Regions from separate parts of the Pelodiscus sinensis genome. Here region 1 is linked to region 2. A link is a contact called in public Hi-C data. All regions are on one chromosome and are shown on one strand. Each heading gives the region's core, a stretch centred on a gene start, on an enhancer-like site or on the middle of the called end of the contact. The rest is flanking DNA. Distances are from core to core; before and after follow the strand shown.

Region 1 (3,667 bases), core at 1,000-3,499, 220 kb after region 2:
GAAGTCACTCTGCCTTACACCCTCGGTGGACCATTGTTCAGGGAACAGCCTCATTCCAAGACGGGGCTGAAGGAAAGGAACCAGCAGAGGAAGAACCTCCTACAGCCTAAGCCCGGGCAAAGGAGGAAGAGATACAGACATCATTAGGGAACTGTAGCCCATATCGCTCTTACCTGAGGGCCAGGTGAAGCCCCGCCCCATAGCCTCACATGTCACCTGTGATTCTTCCCAGTAACCACAACCCACCCTCCGGCAGGCAAGGCAGCACTTGGGAAGTTTAAAGAGACACCACCCTTTTCTGTGCAGGCACAGAAACAAGGAAGATGACACCCAGCAGGAGGCTGAATTGCTGTTGTAGCCTGGGAAGATTTTAAGGAGCGGGGTGCTTTGCAGAAATGTAGAGACAGGGTCCCCACCCCGTGGTCCTTCACCCAAGTGACTGGCCTCCTGGCTATGTCAGGAGAGGTGAGCTATTCCTAAATCGCCTGCTCACAACAGTTCAGGTCTCAGGGAGCTCTCTGAAACGGTTTACAGCTTTAAGGCTGACTTAAGCCTGGGCAGAAGCTCTCAGGCAGAATTTATTTAGCTGCCCAACAGGTACTGCTATTCTTATCTCCAGAGCCAAGGAATGTGTCTCAAAGTCCTTTATAATGACCTCACACGAAGCTTCCCTTGCCTTTGAGATACATACTGATGTCACCAAAAACACTGTCTTAAAAGAACATTGAGAATCTCATGGATAAATAATATATGCATGCTCAAAAGTCCACGAAAGACACAGTGAATGAGGGTGGTGTCCTAAAAGGCCATTGCTTAACCCACTGCTCTTTACAAGGCTGTAGAAAACAGTGTGCACTGTATACAGGGAAATAACACATGTTCAAGTATTTGTCAACTGTATCAAACATTTTCTACTTTGGGGTATCTCCATGCAACCTGAACTTGCATTTTTAGAATTCAATTTTTAGTTTGTATTAATTTAAATGGATAGTACTAATGTTTAGTTTTAAACATCTAAAATGTGTCTGTATTTACATCTTGACCACTGTGGAAAGTTATAAGGAGGATATCAGACAGCAGTTATTGAATGACAGTAGCAGAGATTTAAAAAGTTAAAACCTCTGTAACTCTGACACACTGACAACACACATCAACATATACAAATTAAATATCCTTAAATCAAACTCTACTAAAGTTCTCAAGCAGAACGAGGAGTAACGGTAGCTTGGAATAGGAAGCCTAATCCGAACTACCTAGTCCGTGCCGGGCGGCACGGAGTCCGCACTAGCGGACATTTAAAAATGGCGGCGCCTGGCAATATGCAAATGAAGCCCGGGAAATTCAAATCCCGGGCTTCATTTGCAACTCCGGTTGCCTACATTACCACCCTAATTCGAACTAGGGTGGTAGTGTAGAGACACCCACAAAGTCCACAGGAAGGAGGTCCAAAAATCACTGCGGGTTGGAACCTCTCTAGTTTGGCACTCTCTGGTCTGATAACATCCGTGGTCTGCCATGATTTTAGTTAGCCAGATGCCCACTTATCATGGGCATGTATCCGTGGTCCCATAAAGTTTGTTTATAGCCACCAGTCCTGGCTCTCAGTGTTCTGTGCTGTTAATTAGCTCTACTTTACCCCTATATGTCCAGAAAGCAGTGGAAGTGTTGGTAACACTGCTAGACAATATTGACTTTCCGTGGTTCGGCACATTCTCTGGTTCAGCACCAGTCAGGTACTGAGGGTGCCGGGCTAGAGAGGTTCAACCTGTACAACTACAGAACTCTCCTCATTGTGTCCTTCATAGGATAGGCAGTGAATGAGATAAGAGCTACTGGGTGAGACCTGCACTGCAAGCTGCACATCCTCCTAGCCACTTGGGTATTATGTATACACCCAGATAGGCAGGCATAAAAGGTTCCATGAAGGAGACATGGCATGCATTGAATGAGGTACATTGCCCATGCACACCACATCAACTGTCCATTAAGAAAACCCCACCTTTTTAAAATGTACACTTCTCTGCACGTGACTATGCACAACTTTAATCAACTGTGCGAGGCCTGGTGTATGCTTACAAGGCACACTACAGTCACCTACCTGCATTCCAAATGCTGGAGCTACTGAAATGCTGCAGGGCAGAGCTACACTAGAGAGTAGAGCATGAGGTGGCCATGGGAAAGCAGATGGCACTGCAGAACAGGTCTGATTACATCCATCAATTATTTGTTGTCTCTCCTCTTCTCTCATTTTTTTTCCTGTTGAAGTAAAATGGAAACAAAGTTTAGAATAAAAATTGAGAAGTCCTGGGCCTCAGCTCCTGACAGCTTCTGCTCTCTCTGGGTTGATGCAGTGACCCCAAAGATTTGCTTGCTGGTGCAAATGCAAATTAGAAATAAATCTCACATTTTGAACAGTGGGAGTGATTAACCACCAGAACAAACTACCTTTGGAAATGATGGATTCCCCATCTCTTGATGTCTCCACATCTCATTGCAACTCTCATTTTTGTATAGTGTTAGCTTTTCTCTTTGAGTTTTAATTTTTTATTTTAATTCCCTCAGCACAAATGAATTTCTGGATTGTTTTTCATTTTGAATCAGTGACCTCTAGTGATTGGTTTGGTTAATTACAAGAGTATTATAATGTTTCATTCTCAGAGGCGCTGAGCAGCTGCAATGCCAGCTGAAGTCAAAGAGAGCCGCAGGTGCTCAGCACCTCTGGAAAGCTGGTCCCTATCCTCTAGATCATGGGTTCCCAAACTGGGGGGGGCATGAAGAAATTCTGGGGGGGAGGGGCGAGGCGACCAAGCCTCCCCCATTAGCCTCCCTCCCAAGTTTTGCTGCTATTTTTGTTTTTTGGTCCCAGTCCAGTCATTTCCTTTTTTTTTCCTCAACAAGTTTTGCTGCTATTGGGGGTGGGGAGGGAGGGCGTGAGGGTTTCTCAAAAATCCAAAAGGGGGCATGAAGCCGAAAAGAAGTTTGGGAACCACTGCTCTAGATGCATGCAGAGCAGATAAAACCTCAGATATTTATTAAGGCTTGGAAGGCCAGGATTTTAATTAGTAAATGTTGGTAAGCGTCAATTTCACCATACAGGCACAAATTGATTAAACAAGTTACAAATAGGTAAAGTCTGAAAAATACTGCTTGAAAATTTAGTAGAACTTGACTGCAGGATAGCTACTTTGTATACTTTGACGTGTTGTTGACAATTTGTATTCAACTATAAAGCTGTAACTTTTGAATCTCAATATCTATTATCATTAAATAGCTACCACCCTCCCCCCATTGTTTGATGACCACATAGTTTTCATATTTAAATGGATAAAAAAGCTGAACCCCATAGTGTTGTCTGTCTGCTAAAATTAAACGGATAAACATAAAAACGCTTAAAATTTAAACATTAAAACTGTATTTAAAAAAATCAAATTCTGCCAAAGTCTAGTTATTATGGTCTTGTACAGTAAAGTCTCTGGAACTCATTTTATTTGAGGGTTGAGCCACAGTGCCAGGATTTCAAACAGTGACCTCACAGAACATGGGTGTTTCAAAGCCAAGTTTTAACCCTTTTAGCTATTGTCTTCTCTAGCCTATGGGTAGCCCAGGGTTTGCCTGCGTTATACTTACAGCACTTCCCACAGAAATGAATGCCCTGGAAGAATAATCA
Region 2 (3,866 bases), core at 1,180-3,679:
GCAAGAAATTCATGCTGCCTGTCTACACTGGCCTCTTCTGGAAGAGCTCTTGCGCAAGAGGGCTTATTCCTCATGGGGAGAGGAATAACTCTTCCGGAAGAAGCCCTGTTTTACAACGCTTTACTGTAAATTTACTTCTGGAAGAATGCTCGTGCAGTGTAGACAGCCGGCAAGTTTTTGCGGAAGAACAGCTGTTCTTGCTCAAGAAGCTGCCAGTGTAGATGTAGCCTTAGAGTATGTAGAGCAGGGGTGGAGAATCTGGGGGCTGGATGTGGCCTCCGACTTGCCTGGATTTGGCCCCTGAGGCTCAAGGTCACCCCAAGCACTGGGGACGTCGCGTTGGCACTCCAGCCCCCCTGGCATCCCACCATGGGGCTAGAGCACACAAAATCTATTAGCCTGGGCCCCCCCAGACTCAGGTGTGGAGGGAAGTGTCCTTCTCCTTTTCAGTCGGGTGCCACATCAGTGAGGGGTTTTGGTTTTTTAGCTTCTCACATGTGTGTGACCCCTGACTGATTTTTCTGTGGGACAGTGGCTCCCTGACCCCAAAAAGGTTCCCAACCACCGATGTAGAGATACAATAATGCCGCACTTAAAGTCAATGACTTGATTACCTGCATCCTGCTTCAAAGACCTTTTAAGACTTCACTTCAAAGAGAATCCTGTGAACTGTCATTCATGCTTAAATTCGACACTTTACACTCAAATTTGAATAAAGACGCTAATTATCTTACCCATTACAAAGATAGCTTCCCCAGTTATCACCTCTAATATCATTAGCTCACAGACATCTACCTTCCCCCTTTTCCCCTCCTCCATCCCCCTTCTGTTCTGAAATTTGATTTGTCCTTTTCATATGTGTTCATTTTTTTTATTTGTATCCTTTGGTATATATGGTTGTGACAATTTTCTTCCACTATTTGATCTGAGGAAGTGGGTCTGGCCCACGAAAGCTCATCACCTAATAAACCATCTTGTTAGTCTTTAAAGTGCTACACAGTCCTGTTTTTTGTTTCAGCTGCACCAGACTAACACGGCTACATTTCTAGCACTTAAAGTTGTCCCAGTTAGCATTGTTTGGTGATCTAGTAGAGAACATACCTGTTTAAAATCAGGCAATGTTCTGTTATAAGGTTGTCTGGCTTGCGCTGCTCTGCCTGCCCAGTGTTCCAGTTGGGGAGCAGGGTTGGGATGAAGGGGCTTACCCCCCCTCCGCCTGCCCAGCATTTCAGGTGGGGAGCAGGCGCTCCACTCTCTGGCAGAAGCCCTGAGTGGGCAGAATGGGGCAAGCCCCCAGAGCTAACCCTGCACCCCAGCTGGAACGCCAGTAGGCAGAGGAGGGCTGTCTCCTGTGCCCTGACCCCACTACACCCCCTGCCTCACCCATGCTTCACACTCATCATTGGTGAGTAGAGGGTTACATTGTTTCAAATTATTTAAAACTTAAACAACTTATCTGTCAATTAAAAAAATCCCCCCATTTACATTAATTCTCACAGAGGAATTGGATTCACTTAACATCGTGTGGCTTAAAGTAGCAGCCTTGAGGAACAGAACTACCACTTGAAGCGAGGAGTTACTGCACCGGGCCCCTTTCAGCCAAAGATGGGGGAGCGGTGGCAGGTCCCCCCAGGATGTTGCCTAGTGTTTGAGCAGTAGGACTTACAGCCCTGCCCGCAGGAGACTGGCCAAAAGTCTGCGGGAGCTTTCTGCTAGGGCACATTTCCAGTGGGGTGGCAGCACGGATAGCAGGTTTAAAACTAATAAAAGAAAGTTCTTCTTCACACAGCGTGTAGTCAACCTGTGGAACTCCTTGCCAGAGGAGGCTGTGAAGGCTAGGACTATAATAGAGTTTAAAGAGAAGCTAGATAATTTCATGGAGGTTAGGTCCATAAAAGGCTATTAGCCAGGGGATAGAAATGGTGTCCTTGGCCTCTGTTTGTCAGAGGCTGGCGAGGGATGGCAGGAGACAAATCGCTTGATCATTGTCTTCGGTCCACCCTCTCTGGGGCACCTGGTGCTGGCCACTGTCGGCAGACAGGATACTGGGCTAGATGGACCTTTGGTCTGACCCAGTACGGCTGTTCTTATGTTAAGTCCTGCCTGCACTAAGCTCCCCCGTGCTCACTGCAGCCAGAGCAGGAGCATGGGGCGCTCCAAGATACACAGCCAGTCACCAAGCTAGCCCCTCCTCCCAGTACCACCCAGCCCCTCCGGGCGCGCAGCAGAACAGCCACCGCCGCCGTCTCCCTTCCGGCCGCCGCCCCCGCCGGGCTCTGCTTAGCTCATAGACTTTGCCGCCCTGGTCCGTGAGTCGCCACCGCCTGCAGCCCCTGACTTTCCCCGCCAGAGGCCGCTGCGGGGCAGCGCGGAGCCCGCCAGGGGGCGGGGCCATAGGGCCGTCGCCTATTGGCTGCATGAGGGACGGGGCGGGACCTCCCCTGGTTCCTGCCCCGCCCCGTTTGGCGGCGCGGCGGTTGGCGCCTCCGCTGTCAGTGTCCGAGCGTGCGGCGGCAGCGGCGGCGCTGGAGCCCGCTCCGGAGCTGGGTGGCGACAGCGGGGTAACCGGCCGCCGGGGCGGGGGTCCGCCCGCGGGGGGGAGAGACCTCTGCGGGGGGGGCGGCGGGAGAGACCACCGGGCGCAGGGAGCGGGGCGACGGCGAGCCTGCTGCTGACAGGACTGCCCGGGAGAGACCATTGCGGAGGGCTGCCCGGGAGAGACCATTGCTGGAGGGGTCAGGGGTTAGTGCGGGTGCAACCATTGCTGGGGGAGGTTAAGGGTTAGTGCGGGTGAGACCATTGCTGAGGGGCGCAGGGGGAGGTTAAGGGTTAGTGTGGGTGAGACCATTGTTGAGGGGCGCAGGGGGAGGTTAAGGGTTAGTGCGGGTGAGACCATTGCTGAGGGGCACAGGGGGAGGTTAAGGGTTAGTGCGGGTGAGACCATTGCTGAGGGGCGCAGGGGGAGGTTAAGGGTTAGTGCAGGTGAGACTATTACTGAGGGGTTATGGGGAGAGCCTAAGTTAGTGTGGGTGAGACCATTGCTGAGGGGAACAGGGGGAGGTTAGGGGTTAGTGTGGGTGAGACCATTGCTGAGGGGGGAGGTTAAGGGTTAGGGTGGGTGAGACCATTGCTTATGGACTGAGGGGAGAGGTTAAGGGTTAGTGCAGGTGACACCATTGCTAGCAGGGTAGGGGAAGGATGAGGGTTAGTGAGACAGTTTTAACGGGGTAGGGGGGAGGTTAAGGGTTAGTGTGGCTGAGACCATTGCTGAGGGTCTGTGGGGGAAGGGAAGAATTGTGGAAGGGGGGGAAGGTTCTGGTCAGAGGGACTGGAACCAGCATTAATGATCTGGATCTGTCCCAGACATTCCAGGCCTGCCAAGTGAGAGCAGCCCCAGGAGCAAGGGGGGCTAATCCAGGGAGAAGGCAGGCCTACTGGATCAGCCGCTGTTCCGGGAGAAGACTGGAGTTGAACTCTCCTGATAGGCTCTAGGTCTGACGAGTGAGAGCTGGCCTGGGAACTATTGGGATTTCTTACCTTATCCTCGAAAAGACTTTCCTAGGAAAATCCGTGATTGAACAGTTGCCTTGATTTAAATGGGGATAAAAGGAAAAATAGCCTAAAATAGCCTATCATAGCTAAGAGGCCTAGGCTAGATCATCACACAACTCTAGAAAGAGAGCTGTGCTGGAAATAAACTGGGCCAAACGAAGAGAGATTCCAGCAAATTGTTGAGTTGGAGAAGAGCTGCTGATAAAATACAGTGACCTGGAAATCCCAAAGATAAACTGAGATTTGCTGGCGTTCGTAAAGAAAGCTTGGTCAAAACTGAGTGAAAACCAAAGTTTGGATTAAATGGTTCAGAT

The links. A called contact is a pair of places that touch in the nucleus more often than the background predicts.
Region 1: a contact with region 2 is called in a Hi-C map of liver, with 5 times the contacts expected there. The contact joins the promoter of LOC102463239 here to the promoter of STIM1 in region 2. A contact is called at or near these places in 3 of 5 Hi-C or Micro-C datasets (liver and an unstated tissue).

The regions. Positions count from the first base shown.
Region 1 is chr1:326,120,003-326,123,669 of ASM4963464v1, forward strand. LOC102463239 (sodium-dependent proline transporter-like) reads right to left here and starts at 2,250. Exons shown (of 18, transcript XM_075919697.1): 1 at 2,131-2,250; 2 at 2,099-2,128; 3 at 68-106; 4 at 1-65. The coding sequence starts at 2,248.
Region 2 is chr1:325,903,958-325,907,823 of ASM4963464v1, forward strand. STIM1 (stromal interaction molecule 1) reads left to right here and starts at 2,430. Exons shown (of 14, transcript XM_075919691.1): 1 at 2,430-2,561.